Linked DNA regions of Anas platyrhynchos: region 2 is linked to region 1. A link is a contact called in public Hi-C data. All regions are on one chromosome and are shown on one strand. The core of a region is the stretch at or near the end of the contact, and the rest is flanking DNA. Distances in the headings are between cores, read along the strand shown.

The links. Hi-C and Micro-C count contacts between places; a contact is called where the count stands out from the background.
Region 2: a contact with region 1 is called in a Hi-C map of skeletal muscle, with 5 times the contacts expected there. The contact joins the enhancer-like site here to the promoter of FAIM in region 1. A contact is called at or near these places in 2 of 8 Hi-C or Micro-C datasets (liver and skeletal muscle).

What each region holds. Positions count from the first base shown.
Region 1 is chr7:8,261,025-8,265,461 of IASCAAS_PekinDuck_T2T, reverse strand. It overlaps FAIM (Fas apoptotic inhibitory molecule), which reads left to right and starts at 1,360. Exons shown (of 5, transcript XM_072040677.1): 1 at 1,360-1,516; 2 at 3,784-3,919; 3 at 4,198-4,426. The coding sequence starts at 3,809. CEP70 (centrosomal protein 70) reads right to left here and starts at 1,462. Exons shown (of 15, transcript XM_038181935.2): 1 at 1,234-1,462; 2 at 376-499; 3 at 1-69. The coding sequence starts at 497.
Region 2 is chr7:8,307,802-8,312,289 of IASCAAS_PekinDuck_T2T, reverse strand. No RefSeq gene overlaps it. Among named protein-coding and RNA genes, the nearest start is that of ESYT3, 3.8 kb to the right of the region's middle. Within about 2 kb of position 2,884, at least 1 of the 8 cell types and tissues checked has an H3K27ac peak or open chromatin away from gene starts, as enhancers often do.

The DNA of each region.
Region 1 (4,437 bases), core at 111-2,610:
ACGTTTTCCAACTCATTAGCCCGTTGTTCTTGTCGAGATGCCCGACCTCGTTCCTGTCGTATCTCATCTCTAAAAAGATAAATCCTTGATTCAAATTAAACTCATTTCACTAAATACAGTGAAGGATGCGCAGGCCCGACAAACATTATCTGATAACACCCAGTAATAGCCTACGGCAGCAGATATAGTAAATATGCTGCTGTGAGACAAAGCAGCAGATTAATTAAGACAAAAGCTCAAGCAGATCTAGGCCAGCATTGCTGCATGCTGGACAAAAATCTCAGGGAAAAGGTCTCAGGCCTCGGGTGTGACAAGCTCCACCCGGCAGAGCTTTTGCTCTGCATTAGCAAGTAAATTCCTCCTGCCACATCTCACCTCAGATTACGATTAGCCTGCATGAGGCCTTGCATCATCCGCTGGTGGCGGTCAGTGTCTTCCACCAATGTTGTTAATGCAAGCCTTATTCCCAGAGAAGACTGAGTATCTATGACGATCATATCTGGAAAAATACAGAATAAGCAAATTCTTAGCAAAAGGCTTTTAATAACTGAAGACAACTGTATCACCGCTACCAAATGGAAGTGATGGCTTTAGAAATACCTTATGAATTCTGGCTTAGTATGCAAGAACTTGTAAAATTGGCTTTTCCTTACCTGATACATTTCTGCTGTTTTGGGGGGCAGCAAGACTCACTGGTCTCAACCCATGCCGCATTAATAGCTTGTTTAAGTTTTCCCATTCGGCTTTCTCCTGCTACAGTTGGGAGAAGAGGCAGAAACATGAATTCTGAAGACAAGCCCATGGCCTCCTATTCCTCTAGTTGTGCATACAGTGGAAGACACACAATGCCCCCAAATAAAAACCCAAACCAACACGAGAAAAGCACAAGAAGTAACGGGCACACAGTCACACCAAGCCACAAAAGCCACAGTTGCTCTAGGTGGACTTGTAATATCCGTAAAAAATATTGGGGAAATAAAAACACTAAACTTAACACACAGACCATCCAGGATATTTTGATCACTGTTATAAGAGAAAAATACCAGATCAGGCCCCAAGCTCGGGCTCTCCCCTGGCGGCAGCGCCTCAGGGCCAGCCCTGCCTCACCCCCTACCTCCCGGCCGGGCACAGCTTCTCGGCAGCCGTGCACCCGTTTTGCTCCGTGTTTTATTTTTATTTTTTATTTGGTTTTCACCGCCCGGCAGCCGGGCCAGCCCGCGCTCACCCCGGTACCTCAGCCATGGCGAGGAGCGGCCGCTCCGCGTGCGGGGAGCGGGGCGACGGCGGAGAAAAAGGGAAGAGAAGGAAGGGATCGAGCAGCTGGCAGGGATGGCGGCGAGATGGAGGGCGGGCTCCGGAGGCTCCTGAGGCGATGGGGCCGGGGCCGGGGCTGGAGATGGGGCCGGGGATAACGTCCCGCCCGTTCTCCCGCCCGGTGGTTGTGAGGGGAGGGCAGGGGGGCGGGCGGCCGCCATTTTGAGGCGCGGGGCGGAGCAGGGAGCGGAGCCCCGCTGAGGTAGGAGCGGGGCAGGGCTGGGCCGAGCCGAGCACGGGATCTGGTTCTGGTTCTGATCTGGGTCCGGGTCCGCTTTTCTCTCCCTCAGGCACCGCCGTGGAAGGGGTGGGCAACAGCCGGGGGTGGGGTAGGGCGGCTGCGGAGCCCGGGCTGCTGCCGTGTTGCGTTATCCGGCTGCCAGGAGGCGGCACCGCGGGTTTGAGTGCAAAAGAATGATGTTTTGTGATAAATTCTTGTTTTTGTCCTTCTGCACGGCACGTTACAGGACGAGGCAGGCTCTCGGGATGGTGTGGGAGGTGCTGGGAGAGGATTTGTGTGTGTGTGTGTGTGTGTGGTGGGGGAGCCCTGTGCCCTGGGCTCAGTACCTCCTGCTGTACCCACACACCTCACAGCAGCAGTTTGGGTGGGTTCCTCGCAGAGACCCTATTTCTGCTTTATTTATAAATAATAAACAAGCCCCTGCCTGTACAGGACTGCATCCCATGGGGGGCTGCTCACCTGGGCAACGGGAAATGCCGTGCAATGATGCAGCCTTTGCTTAGGGCACTTTCATCTCATCAGAGACAATAAATGATCTCTGAAACAATCTATTTTTTTTTCCGTTTTCAAACAGAAACATTTGTCACTACTGCCAAAAACACAAACAGTCCTACAGCAGTGTTACGCACGTTTTAAAATAGATGCTTCAGTCAGACTGAAGGAGGTTTAATTTTAAGTGCATGCTTACCATTGTGCTGAAAAGAGACCCTAAAGCTTGCAACCTTAATTCATTTTTTCACTAGAAAGTACAGTTATCAAAAAATCAGTTGTCACTTTAATTATAGCTGTTGGTAACTAATAACTCCATTGGGTTAGAGCGAAAGAGCTTGCTTTAGAAGTGCCTTACGGTATTCTTCTGACAACCCATGGGAGTTTCGTTATGGCTTGTGTAATTAGCAGCATAGCTGAGTCCTTTCCTTAATGCAGATAGCTCTAGCACAAACTGATTTGGTTAGTCAAAGCAACGTATTAGAAATAAGCCAGCAGTGTTGTAAAACCACAGTCATTGTCAAAACAAAACCCTTAAGCGAGAAGCAAGTGATTTATTTGTGATGAACGTAGCTGTTACCATAGAATTGCCAGGTTGGATTGCTACCAATGATTGTTGAAAACTTCGGCAATGATTTAGAAAAAACAGCAGGTGGAAGTTGTTCTCCTCTGCTATTTCACGTCCCAAGGTGGCAGTAGCCTCTGGTTACCGTTTGTGACTGAGGTGTGGAGGCCTGGCTTTAGTTCCTGCTTTGGTCAAGCTGTTTCCTTCCAAGCTTTTGTCAGGCAAACCATTGTTCCATCAAAGAAGTGACAAAATTGTGATGTGCTACCAAAGGCAGAGTTAATTGCACATACTGCTTTTGTAAATTAATACTTTTATCTGCCTTTTAGTCCAAAAGTGTATTACCACTTATATTTCTGGTAGTGCATGACAGTTCTTGACACTTTAAAAAATAACCATGACCTTACCTGGAGAAACAAGGAAAATGTAGCTGTCAGCACTTTCCTGCTGCTATTCTGCTTTTCTTTTTTTCTTGCTGCTAGTTGGATTAAAAGCCGTTTTGGTTACTATGGCATCCCGCGAGGAGATTACTGTCTATGAAGATGAAGTAAGGTAAAATACCAGAACTGAGTATGAACAGCTTTTGGAAAGATATCCACCATTCCAGCAGTCGCTTATGACAGTATCTAAACTCTAAAATTATTTAAATGGAAGGATATCTTTCCCAATCTTCTCCCCTGTGTGTGTTTTTGTGTGCAGAGTTGTATCTATGAATGATGTAGGTAAAACTTATGAGAGATTACAGACAAATTCGTTAAAACAGAGTAAATTATAATAGCTAAACTGGTCATCCCAACTATTTTTCAAGCTTAGAAGCTAAAACAGTTTCTCAGAGACCAAATAAAATACTGCGTTTTAGTGCCTGCCAAGAAATAATTGTCAAGGAACATCTGAGCTCTGAGTACAACTTTTTAGCTATGCTGTCACCTGAAATGGATGTTTTAGAGGTTAGACGGATATATGTCTTTGTACGGCGTTTGTCAAAGTGAGTTTATTTACCAGTTTTTTGTGATATTTTTGTAAAACATGAAATTGTAAGTAATTGTGTAAGCTTCGTCTTTCAAGTCTCATTTCACAGCTGTAAAAGGCGACTTGCCTGAAGCAGTGAAGCTTTGAACTGTAGTCATCAGAACTCTTTCAGTGACAACTAATTTACTTTGTTGTGTTTCCGTAGGTCTCGGTACAGCCACTTGGAGAAGATGACAGACCTGGTGGCTGTTTGGGAAGTAGCTTTAAGCGATGGTGTCCACAAGATTGAATTCGAACACGGGACCACTTCAGGAAAACGTGTCGTCTATGTTGATGGCAAGGTGAGTTTGCTCCGTGCTCAAAATTTGCTGAGATACAGATCATATAAGTGCACTTCCATTCAAAAGCCATCAGAACAAACAAAAAAAGCCTAATACATGCAAGTGAGGTATATTCAGTTGGCTAACTTTGCCTAATTTAATGAACTACATCATTTCAGTTAGTGTTAGGGTGTGAGTACTGAGCTATTTCCTCAGTTCTAGTTCGTTTTGTGTTAATACTAAAACATGTTTCCAGGTTTGTCCATGAATACCCATGGTCTTTATTTTCTTTTCCCCAGGAGGAAATACGAAAAGAATGGATGTTTAAATTAGTGGGTAAAGAAACATTTACTGTCGGAGTAGCCAAAACCAAAGCTACTATTAACATTGATGCAGTCGGTGGTTTTGCATATGAATATACTTTGGAGATCAATGGAAAAAGCCTCAAGAAATATATGGAGAACAGGTCAAAAACAACAAATACTTGGGTACTGAGCTTGGGTGGTACAGACTATAGGATTGTTCTAGGTAAGTAAATA
Region 2 (4,488 bases), core at 1,635-4,134, 45 kb before region 1:
ATAAAGAGGAGATGTCACCCACCATCTCTTTTGGATGGACAGTAATAAAAGCCCAGATGTAGCCCACAGCACTCAGCTGTCCGTGCCACAGGGATGAGGTGAAGTGGTTGAGGTGGGCTTCGTATCTGCTAAGCTCACAGCAATCTGGAGTCCTTTTGGTAAGGATTTTGTGTTTGTGAGCTGCAGTGTAAGCTTACTCCAAAGTTATCTTTCCTCAAATTTTTCTCAGTCCCTTTGCATTTATAAAACACACTAAATGCCATCACGTGCCTTTCCTGAGTCCAAACAAATAATCATTCTGTGCCTAAGCTCTTTCAGGTTTAGGGTACGTGTTGCTGCACACAGAGACATGCTGGGTAAGGGGATCCAATTTTCCCTAGTAGGCAATTCCTTTAAGTCTCAAGTTTGTGTGCTGCAGATACTTGTGATGAGCTAAGAAAATTCATCTGAAGATTCACCCAGTGCATGTCTTGAGGTCCAAAACCCTAGCACAGAATAGAACTGCCTGCATGAGGAGGTTTCAGGATGCTTTTGGATTCAGCACTGGTTCTGCTATGCACAAGCTTTTCACTGACCTTTGTAGAGCTTTGAAGGCAGCACTTCCCAAAATCCAGACCTTCATCTTAGAGCATCGTCTCTTTCCTGAAAGCACGCCCCAAAAACAGGTGGTAGGAGCTCTTCAGAGGGAGGCTGGCAGGCTGTGCACATTTCCCTTCCTCAGAAAAGGCTAAACATGCTAAGCAGAAACGCAGCAGGAGCTGGGAGGCAAGATGTTGTCGTTGCTCCTCGGCAATAACTTGGCTCTAGGAAAGTGGCTTCTGAGCGACTGAGTTCCCAGCACTGCGCCAGCCTGGCTGCGCCGCTGCAAACTGTGCCTGTGCCAGCTTTGGCAGCCACGCTCCAAGTGGGAGACGACGGGCAGGTGCTCCTGTGTCAGGATCCATTACGATGAAGGGATGGCTGGGCAGGCAAAAATGCAAACGGCGTTCCTTGTGGTTTCACATGTGTTGCTCCTGTTGTTGCTCTGCAGGCCCCAATCTGATCAGTGTCCTGTGCTGTCAAATGCAGACCAAAGGCATGAATAGTGCTCTGGGAGATCTTCACTTTAAATGGATTTGTGGAAAGTGTCAGCTGTACAAAAAAGCCCTCCAAGAAACTTAATCAAGAAGTTTCTCTTCCCTGGCTTTACCATTGACGGGGAGGTACCACCTGGGACAGCGGTTCTGGGGTTTGTACATTTGCTTCCTCTGCTGCTTGATGCTTTTAATGTGTTTTGCAAAGGTTGAGCACTAATTCCTTAAAGAAGAGGTTTCTGTGAGCTCAGTCAAGGTCTTTAAGCATTTAAAATATAGCAAAACGTAAGCTGTAGAGATTACAGGCTAAACTATAAATTATTAATAAGGTTGTTCTGTAACTTTGTCATGCACTTGAAAGGCAATTTTTACAGTGTCAGTAGCCTGTGCTAGCATGCTCTTTCACACAGCAAAGTAGAAAAGGATTTAAGGATCTGGAGACATATTTTTCCCAGGGGTATTTTGCTTGCTTTTCACCAACTGACATAACAAAATCTATAAAATATTTTATCCTCCAAGAAATGTGTCGAACTATTTTTAGTCTGTAGACATTGTATCTTGTGCTCACGGATCCTATTGCAGATACAATTGTTCAATCAACAACAACAACAACAACAAAAGGAATAAATCTAAGATATGACAAGGGAAAACATGAAAAGAAACAATATATTTAACTGACTGTGCTGAGATTAAAGTGTATAGTGCAATAATAGAAGTCGTACTTCTGTGAAGACTTTTAAAAATAAACTGAAGCTCCCCTGGCTTATTTCAGCTCTCTGCTGATTCCGTTATATGTGAAACACAGTCAAATTTCAGCAAGATTTGACTTTTCAGGTGATAAATTATTTTTATCCAATTCAGATTGTAAATTACCTGCCAAATTGGGTTTGTATACTAACATTAATGATGGGATGCAAAGCTACCTTGTGATAACATCCAGGGATAAGTCATAGGCAGAGAGGTCATAACTACTCTCAAATAATTTCTGCTCTAGCTCTATTTGTTGTAACCTTTCTTCCTGACGTAAAAGTTTTTCTGTTCAGCAGGTGGCAGCAACTGCTTATGGGTCAGTGCAGGCTCCAAGATGACACAGAAGTGTTTTGATGTCACTTGTGAGGAAATCTGAGTCATCACCAGAGCCAGGAAAGTGACAGCTCCAACTCACAGGACATCTGTGGAAGCAGTGGAAAATGCTCTCTTTGCTTTAAGGGAAATCTGTTTTTTTGTTCCAACCCTACAGTTGTAGATTGTGGTTTATATTCTTTCACTTTCTTGTGCCATATCTGCTGTTATATAATTTGTGTATAAAGGATGTAGCTTTTCTCAGCATTCTGCTAACCCAGACTGCAAATCCCAGTGTCAGAGCAGTGTGGGATCTGCTGGCACGAGGAGCGAGGCTGGACAAGGGATGCTGTGCCACGCCACTTTTTTCCTCCTGGGGTACGTACTCTGCATCCCACTGCACTGCCCTCACACTAGTGGCCCCTCTGTAGCAACAGCAAGTGGACGTGTGAAATAAATTGTTCTTACTGCTTTCACTACTATATTGCCAAAAGTACCAGCAGATCAGTGCCTCTCTGTACTGCCCCTTATACAGAAGCAGAGAGAGAAGCCATGAGCCAGGCAGACACAAAGCACGGTATGGGGGAGGCAGCACAGTGAAGCAGTCTTTAAAAATAAGCATCATTTAATCCCAGCACCACTTTTCACATATTCCCAAATAATGATGTCTTCCAGCCTTCTGCATGTGATTATTTCCCCCATGAGAAGTCCCTGTCTCCAGCCAGAATAACATACTTGACCAAACAGTGTAGCACAGGTTCATTTGAGTTGTATAGCTCAGATTTTATTTCTGAACAGAACCTAACAGAATGGAGAAGCCACAGCTTTCCCTGGGAAGATATTCTCAGATGTTTGCTCAAGAGTGGACAGGAGTAGCAGCCGCAAGGGTTTTGCCCTGTGAGGGGTAGAGTCCAGGTATGGCTTTGCTTGACAGGATGAACAGTGCCTGGACGGAGTATGAAGCCAGGGGAAACTAAACAATAAGGGAGTAACTGCTTTAATCAGGTCTTGGTACAGAAGTCATTCTGTTAATGCAAGGAATAAGTTTTTATCCTTACATAAGTGTTTTCTGTTTTGCTGCGGATACATAGAGAAAAGACATAGTGCACCTTTAGTATTCAGTTGCATTAATGTGGGACTTTCCACACTGGTCACAAGCCTTGCAGCTACAAGAAAGTTAAAAAGTTAGAAAGTCATCATCAGTAAACCCTCTGATATCAAACCAGTATGCAGTATGGATTTTTCAGATTAATTCCTTTGCATATTCTCTCTAGTTAAAAGAAAAAGCGTTGGCAGTGGTTTTTCATAACTCCCCACCTTTAAAATGGGTTGCCTTAGTTACCATGGCCAGCTTGAGAGACAGCAAATTTAGTACTAATACATTTTTAAAGCCTTGCAATTTTCTGTAAAAGCCCTGTGTCATAATCAGCTACAACGTATGCATCTATCATAGTGCTAATAAACTATGATGGTGATAGCTAGTCAGATTAAATCAGAGGTCAAGCTGGACAAGCTTGGGTGACAACCTTAATGACTGTCCTGCATACATGGGGAGAAATATTGTGAAATTTCCTTGTATTAGAGAATAAGACTAGCTTCAAGTGGCTCAGAAATCTGGTGCTTGAAAGCAGTCTGCTCACAGTCAAGATCATACTTTTCCCCAACAGGAAAGGTCTTAAGTTGTCCTCTTGATTGGTGATTCAGTATTTCCTTTGACATTTAATAAAACAGCAGGAAACGATTATTCTTTAAAAGGTAACTACTATCCATCATATACAGAGTTAACAGAGGTCTCAGAGTATTGATTTATCTCATTCTCATGAGCACAGTAGTTAGTCTGAGCTTTCTGTGAAACCTGTTTTGATAAAAGCAATTTTTCATCTCTTACTCCTCTTTCTCTTTTGTTCAGTTAAAATTTTTAGTAGTATGAGCTTAAAGAAGTATTGTTTTTTTTTGTGTGTGTGTAATTTTTGTTAAAGTTCCTAGAACCTCTTTAGATATAGAAAGGAATTGTCTCTTCACAAGGTAAGAGGCAGCAGCAAAGGAACATACAGTGCCCACTAAAGCGTGGTTATTTCTGGGCTGGGGGTCCTGGGGGACAGCACATGATGGAACATGGAGTTCTGCCTCCGTGGAAGCATCTCCTTCACTAAACAGCAGCTGCTGGATGTCTTGCAGGACTGAAAGTGCTCTTTTCATTTCTACAGAGAGCTCTCTTATTCTGCTTTAACTAGAACCTATTTTTTTTTGTGATCAGCTGAGTGAAGAATAAGAAAAACAACAAAGAAGTAATTTATTCATGAAATTAGCCACTATGTATTTCACTGCGGCCCCACTGTTTTAGTACTCAAAA